Regions from separate parts of the Podarcis muralis genome. Here region 2 is linked to region 1. The links are chromatin contacts, called in public Hi-C maps. All regions are on one chromosome and are shown on one strand. Each heading gives the region's core, a stretch centred on a gene start, on an enhancer-like site or on the middle of the called end of the contact. The rest is flanking DNA. Distances are from core to core; before and after follow the strand shown. Region 1 holds the start of HEXA (hexosaminidase subunit alpha). Region 2 holds the start of ADPGK (ADP dependent glucokinase).

The links. A called contact is a pair of places that touch in the nucleus more often than the background predicts.
Region 2: a contact with region 1 is called in a Hi-C map of blood, with 4 times the contacts expected there. The contact joins the promoter of ADPGK here to the promoter of HEXA in region 1. A contact is called at or near these places in 2 of 3 Hi-C or Micro-C datasets (blood and tail).

Annotation. Positions count from the first base shown.
Region 1 is chr14:7,665,186-7,669,195 of rPodMur119.hap1.1, forward strand. It overlaps HEXA (hexosaminidase subunit alpha), which reads right to left and starts at 1,722. Exons shown (of 14, transcript XM_077918455.1): 1 at 1,431-1,722. The coding sequence starts at 1,662.
Region 2 is chr14:7,797,737-7,801,746 of rPodMur119.hap1.1, forward strand. It overlaps ADPGK (ADP dependent glucokinase), which reads right to left and starts at 2,159. Exons shown (of 8, transcript XM_077918866.1): 1 at 1,829-2,159; 2 at 508-848. The coding sequence starts at 725.

The sequences.
Region 1 (4,010 bases), core at 472-2,971:
AACTTAGTCAGACAAACTGATGACTATGAATGTTTTGCTCCATGCAGTCTTGCAAGAAATTTTAAGATTTTTTTAAAAAATAGTGATAGATGCGCAGGTAAGAGAAATTAATTGTTATTCTTCTCTAGCAAACTCTTGCCACAAACCGCGCGCTACTTGCCCCCAAACCCCTTTTGCCACACCCAAGATGGAGGCGCCCAACCACTCCCTTTCTGAAGGGGAGCAAAGAGAGGAAGGAAACCTCTCCCGATGATGATACAATATAAAACTGAATTGCAATAAGATAATAAAGACTATGGGCATTAGGCATAGATTTATGAGTTTTTAATTCACATTTTTCTTTTGCTTGTCCATGCAATTTATTATCTGAAATAAAAGAAACCTCCTGTCCGTGGCGTTTGATGCTGCTCGTTCAAACATCCTGAGATCTTCTGGCAGGTGTCATTGTCAAATGATATGACAGGTGTCCACTACTACCTGCATACATTCCAGAAACAACTGGAGGTATTTTTGTTCCAACAAGTTTCCCCCACTGCATACATGGGTCTTTACTACGAATGACTGCTTTGTATGGCTCTACTTCTATTTGAATCACCTTTGCTGTTTTTGTGCTTTTAACTGTTTTGCATTATCTTTAGGGTACATTGCCCTGAGGTTGTTCAGAAGGCAAATAATGATCCACGTTCTAGCTGGGCTAGAGGCTAATGCAGGAAGAGCAAGAAATATAAAATTGACCTTTGTATACCAGGCTAGTTGCTACACACATACACCCAATTTATTGCAAGAGGTGCAACCAGAGTTCAAGGACTCATTTGAGTCAAACAGCAACAACAATGCAAGGAGGGTGCAAAGCAGGGACTGTGAAGGGGCGTGGCCTACAGAGGGTCCTGGGTATTAAAAATAAAATAAAATAATAAATAATAAAATAATAATATAAATAATAAAATAATAAAATAAAAAATAAGATAAAAGGTATTAGAAATGCAACTAAATAAACATTACTTGCATTATTTTGGACAACAGCATTATTAGTGTAGTGGTACATTTTAAAATAATGCACATGACTGTGTTGATACTTTTTCCCCCTACACATACACACATCCCAAACAGCAGCAGCACCTCGTACCATAATATTTAGTTTATCAGAATGAGTACAAATAAAATCCTTTGCATACTTTTCACAGTTTTAAAACTGAAATAAAACCGCTGGATGCAATGCTTTCTACAAACAGGGGTCAGACTCGGCCACGCTCGGAGCTTTCAGTTCCCCAGCTTGGAAGGGAGGAAGCGGCGTGTCTCTGGGCATGCGCAGAGTTCCCCTCGGCGATCAAATCCCGCAAGCCCCGTCCGGGAAGGCAAAGCGTGCAGATATGAAAGAAGAGCGCTGCTTCTCCTTGAAAATCACCCTTAGCCCCCCAACCCCGCCTGACCTGCGTCTTCCAGTCCGGGAAGGAAAAGCAGTGCCCAGTAACGTCGGAACGCCTCGTCCAGCACCGAGCAGCCGGGCCCCACGGCCGACGAGTCGGCATAGCCGAAGCGGAAGCTCCCGGCTCGGAGGCGGCAGCCGCCCTGGGCAGCCTGGAGCAGCGACTGCGGCTGCGGCCACACGGCAGCGGCGGCGGCGGCGAGCAGGGAGAGCAGCGCGCAACGGAGCGCCGCCATGGTCGCCAGCCGAGCGCGCGGAGAAGCGCCACCGAGCGGAGGATGCGGCGCAGCGGGAGGGGTGGGCGGGTCATGTGACCGTGCAAAAAAACCGGTCGGAGGGGAAGCGGGTGGTGCCCCGGGGACAAGGCGGAGTCGGGGAGCCGCCCGTGCAAACGAGCCTGGGGGGGAGAGGACGAGGGGTTTGCAGCCCCCTCTCCGCCTGCAACCAGCGCCGGATTTACGTCTAAAACTAAACAAGCTATAGCTTAGGGCCCCACTCTCATGAGAGCCTGCCCAACAATTAAAGGAAAAAACAAACTGGATGTACATTTCCAAATTATAAGAACCAAATAAAATAAAACCTACATACAGCAACAGTGTTTTGTGTTGTGTAGGCTCCGATGATGTAAGTCAGGGGTAGGCAAACTAAGGCCCGGGGGCCGGATCCGGCCCAATCGCCTTCTAAATCCGGCCTGCGGTAGGTACGGGAATCAAGTGTGTTTTTACATGAGTAGAATGTGTGCTTTTATTTAATTTTTTTCCATTTTTTTAAAATTGGTTTTCACAACATTATAAACAAACAAACACATAAAACAAACAAACATAAATCACAATCTTATTAAAAATTACGCTTATTAACATTGTTAAGTGACTTACTTCCCCTTCGTTGAATTTCATTGCATGTCCTTTTAACGGTTTTCCAAATCATAGTTCTTAAAATAATTTAACTTAAACATTAACATCCTTAGATCTTCACATTATGAAATTAAACATATTAATTCATCATTTACCTTAAATAAAATCCTAAGCCAATTAAGTATCTGCAAGCTGTTTTCATTTAGTTTAACTTAACATGTTTAACTAAGTAATCATTAAATTTGATCCAATCTTCCTGATACTCCTCCTCCTTCTGGTCGTGGACTCTTCCGGTTAGGTCGGCTAGCTCCAAAAAATCCATCATCTTCATCTGCCATTCTTCTATCGAATGTGTACTTTTATTTAAAATGTATCTCTGGGTTATTTGTGGGGCATAGGAATTTGTTCATTTTTTTCCCTTTTCAAAATATAGTCCGGCCTGCGTACCTTAGTTTGGGGACCCCTGCTCTAGAGCAGAATAAAACAAGCTTGCTCCCTCTTCCATGTGACAGCCCTTGAGATATTTGAAGGTGGCTATCATATCATATAGGGACGCGGGTGGCGCTGTGGGTAAAACCTCAGCGCCTAGGACTTGCCGATCGCATGGTCGGCGGTTTGAATCCCTGTGGCGGGGTGCGCTCCCGTTGTTCGGTCCCAGCGCCTGCCAACCTAGCAGTTCGAAAGCACCCCCGGGTGCAAGTAGATAAATAGGGACCGCTTACTAGCGGGAAGGTAAACGGCGTTTCTGTGTGCTGCGCTGGCTCGCCAGATGCAGCTTTGTCACGCTGGCCACGTGACCCGGAAGTGTCTGTGGACAGCGCTGGCTCCCGGCCTCTAGAGTGAGATGAGCGCACAACCCTAGAGTCTGGCAAGACTGGCCCGTACGGGCAGGGGTACCTTTACCTTTATCATATCATATCATATAATATATCATATCATATCATATCTCCTCTCACTCTCCTCTTTTCCAGGCTAAATACACCCAGCTCCTTCAACTGCTCCTCATACTGTAGGAGGTGAGGACAGGTGACCCCACCTAGGCCCGAAGTCCCCCCCCCAACCAGGCCTCAAAACGGTCCAAAATTTGTTTTGTCTTCTAAAAATCCACAGCTAAAGCTTTCCTCTGCTTATTCTCACAAGATGCTGTTGCAAGGCAAAATGTTACTGTACTTTTAAAGGCTAATTAATAGATTCTGTCAATGCCAAGAATATTCAGGCCTGAGAACTGAATCTTATCTCACTCTAGTTGCAACATCTTTGGACACGCTGAACCACAAGGCTCCTCGACCCACCCCCCTTTGGCTTCTCACCCCTTTTCTAGGAAGGATGCCAAGAGTCCACAATAGTCCCAAGACAGCTTTCTGTTCATGCTCAGAGGAACTCATGGGGCAGGACTCCTGAGGGAGGAGAAAGGGGAGGGAACTAGAAGGGGAATATATACTCTGTGCACATGACTGTGAACTCGTGCATGTTTTTGTGAGTTATCACACTTGCTCCTTCTACCATGGATGGTAGAAATAAAAGCTTTTTCTCCGAAACTATTCCTTGAGTGTCTGTTGACTCCCATTCTCCCTTTCCCGGGCGCAATATTTTTCCCACCCAAGGGCAAAGCCTCATAAGGCTACAATACGGCTTGAAGCACTGAAGGGATCCTGGTTCCTTCCAATTCTATGACTCTTACTGGTATGATCTGATGATCGCTCAGTGGCGTGCGGTGAAATTTTCCATAG
Region 2 (4,010 bases), core at 909-3,408, 130 kb after region 1:
AGGGGTGCTCACATGAGATCTCAGGGGAACTTGGATGGACTTGCGAAAGCATCCCAGAACTGGTGCACCAAGAGAACCTTGCCTCCAAGAAAGGCAAAGAGCTTAAAGGCTCTTTTCATACTGGGAAAACCCAGTGCAAAAATAACTTCCTTGCTTGCATTTAACTTGCACAAGCTTTCCCACCACTATCTGACCTTCCCTTGCAATGCACAACCACAAATAAGTGTGTTCTAATGCATGCTCTTAGTTTACACTTAGATTATACAAAGTAACATCATGGCTCAGCTGGACTGACTAGTGTCCTACATTGAAGGACCCTAATATGTGCCCTAGAATATTTGCCTGGCAAGCATGCAGAGGATCCTCAGTAGTAAAAAATACATGGAAACAGGTTCCTCCACAGCAGAAAATATAAGGACCACTGCTCTATAGCAGGAACGTTTATTAGCTAGTGTTCCAGAGAACACTCAGGGAGACCTATACACAATAATTTAAGACATCACTCACCCAACAGCAACTCTGTTCCACTGTTTGCCCGGCTGGGTGATAAGCACTTCCCAGGCAGCTGCCATGCTGCTCTCTGGGGACGTAAGATCCCCCTGCAGCTGATATAGGAAGGAGCTTGAGAGATATTTCAGCACTGAATCTGGCAGATCAGAGTCCAGTAGGAAGACATAGCCTGTAGCCAGAGCCAACAAGGCCACACAAACCGACTTGTTCCACATGCTGATGTCTTGAAGTGAAAGGTGAAGAGTGTGAATGAAGTTTATATGGCAGCTCTCTTAAGTCTGGCCTGAAAATTGTTTTTCTCCACAACGGCCACCTTCATGTTTATAATTGTTCACAACCTATAAATAAATATTTAAGCATGAGCATTAGAATTTGTATAGCAAATCCCACCTTGCTAGGTTCTTATTTTTGCTTTTTCCTTCTCTTTCCTCCCCCTGCATCTAGGTTTATTATACTTATATTTATTAATTTCTTTATATTGTACAATAAGGTACGGGGTGGGGGTGCAGAGAAGACCTACTGAGTTAGTTGTGGGGGGAATTGCACCTGCCACTCACTCAGTTAAGAAAAGGTCTGACCCAGAGAGAGGAGGGGGTACTGAGAGAGATAGACAAGCGTTGGGCACATATGTGTCTGTGTGTACATATATGTGTATGTGTATACACACACACATATATGCGTGCAACCAGAGTCGGATTTAGGGAGGTGTAACGCCCCCCCCCAGGGCGTACAACCAAAGGGATGCAAAATAACACCACCACCACCTTTATTTATACGGGTACCTACTCAATTATTGTGAAAATAATATATATATGTATATATTGGGGGTGCCCGCCAAACTTTGTTCTGGCTCAGGGCGCCCTTTTACCAAAGTCCGCCCCTCATGATATATAAAAGATATAAATACCTACTCCCACCCCCCCACCCCATTTCCTCTTTGACCTCGATTAGGAGGAAACGAAAGCAAGGAACGGGGACAGGAGGAGGAGAAGTCGGGGGGGGGGGCGTCGGACCCTTCGCCCCTCCCGGGGTCGCTGGACTGCAGCTCCTCCCCCAGCCCCCGACCTCGGGGCAACTCCGGTGGGAGCCACCGGCGAGGGAGGCGACGAGCGGGACGGGGGAAGGCGAAGGAGGGCCTTGCAGGCGGCCTACCCTGCAGAACGAGCTTTCCTCCCTCCCTTTCGGCGCGCTTAGGGGACAGTCACCCCCAAATTTGACCCAAGGGGGAAAAAGAAGCCCCCCCAAGTCCCTCCCTCCCTTTCCCTGAGGTAAACCCCTCGCTGGCTTCCGGCGGAGAGAAAAGCGCGGGCTGGTTTACCTCACAGCTGAGGGGGCAGCAGGGGCCCGGCGCCTTCCCGCCCCTCCCCGGAGCCCAGGCCGCGGGCTGCTCCTCTCAGGAAACGCGGCTCTTCCCGTCCCCGAGGAGACCCGCCGGCCGGCCGCGGGCCCTGCAGCGCCTCTCCGCCGCCCGAGGCTCTCGAAAGGCCGCCTCAGAAGCGCGCAGCTCCCTTACGCCATCTCCGTATCCCGCCGGCGGCGTTACTCAACCCGCTCGGCAGGACCGGGGGGGGGGGCGCCACCGCTTTACGGAGTTTGCGCAGCTTGCGCGGCTCTGCCTAACTTCTCGCGCGGCGGGCGGCCTCTCGTCGGCGCGGCGAGCTTTGCAGAATCGTCGGGCGCCGCAACTCGGAAGCCGGCCGGGCGAAGCTTGACTGCCAATCAAAAGGGAACGTAACCAATCGTCGGGAGAAAGGGGTGGGCGACTAGAGATGGAAAGAGGAAAGGAGGGGAAAAGGGGAGGGAGAGGAATGTACCATGAGGCGTTGCGAGGCGGGGGGGTGTACGCATATATTTTCTCCTTAGTTGCTTGGACCAGTTTGGTGATGGTGATAAGGATGCCCTTTATCGAAGAATGGTAGAGTTAGTCAAAAAAGCTAAGATCATGGCCACTGGGCCCATCACCTTCTGGCAAATAGAAGGGGAAGAAATGGAGGCAGTGAGAGATTTTACTTTCTTGGGCTCCATGATCACTGCAGATGGTGACAGCAGCCACGAAATTAAAAGACGCCTGCTTCTTGGGAGAAAGGCGATGGCAAACCTAGACAGCATCTTAAAAAGCAGAGACATCACCTTGCTGACAAAGGTCCATATAGTTAAAGCTGTGGTTTTCCCAGTAGTGATGTATGGAAGTGAGAGCTGGACCATAAAGAAGGCTGATCGCCAAAGAATTGATGCTTTTGAATTGTGGTGCTGGAGGAGACTCTTGAGAGTCCCATGGACTGCAAGAAGATCAAACACATCCATTCTGAAGGAAATCAGCCCTGAGCGCTCACTGGAAGGACAGATCGTGAAGTTGAGGCTCCAATACTTTGGCCACCTCATGAGAAGAGAAGACTCCCTGGAAAAGACCCTGATGTTGGGAAAGATGGAGGGTACAAGGAGAAGGGGACGACAGAGGATGAGATGGTTGGATGGTGTTCTTGAAGCTACCACATGAGTTTGACTAAACTGCGGGAGGCAGTGGAAGACAGGAGTGCCTGGCGTGCTCTGGTCCAGGGGGTCACGAAGAGTCGGACACAACTAAACAACTAAACAATAACAGAGTTAGAAGGGACCCTTGGGGGCCATCTAGTCCAACCCCCTACAATGCAGAAATCTCAGCTAGGTCATACATGGCAGGTGGCCATCCAGCCTCTGCTTAAAAGCCTCCAAGGAAGGAGAGCCCTTGACTCAGGATGGGTAGGAGGCGAAATGGAGAGAATAGAAGAGGCAGAAAGGGGGAAGGACCATAACAGAGGGGCAGAGCACCCGGTGCTCTGTATGCAGAAGGATCCCAGGTTCAATCCCCAAGTTTGAAATCCTGGAGAACTGCTGCCAGCCTGGGTTGACAGCAATTATGGTGGAGGACACACGTTGCATGACAAAAGCAGATTTTTTAAAAAAAATTCCAGGTTCAGTTGCTGGCATTGCTCGTTATATATTATGTATTGCATTAAAACAATTACCTTATTTTCTTGTTTCATTTAATGGATGTTATGTACATCATGTTGCGCATTATGATATTATGTTGTAAACCTGGATAGCTCAGTTGGCTAGAGTGTGGTGCTGATAATGCCAAGGTTGAAGGTTGGATCCCTGTAGGTGATCCAACTGCATATTCCTGCATTGCAGGGGGTTGGACTAGATGATCTTCCAGCTCTACAATTCTATTAAACCATCCTGTTTGGGGGTTTTTTGGGGGTATGGGGAGCCTACCAGTTTTCAATGTTCTTTGTCACTGTTTGATTTAGAGGCCCAGTTGCCCTTGGATTAGCATAACTGTAGTCATAATGGTTATAGAAACACACCTTGTACATGCTCGATAACTTTTCCTCCACCACCCCTCTTACATTATTATCTGAAGTTAATGGCAGAGCACGTCTGTCTGTGTTTCATTCCACTCAGTGATGGTGATGGATGGATTTCTGGGAGACAAACATCATAGGAACATAAAAAGCTGC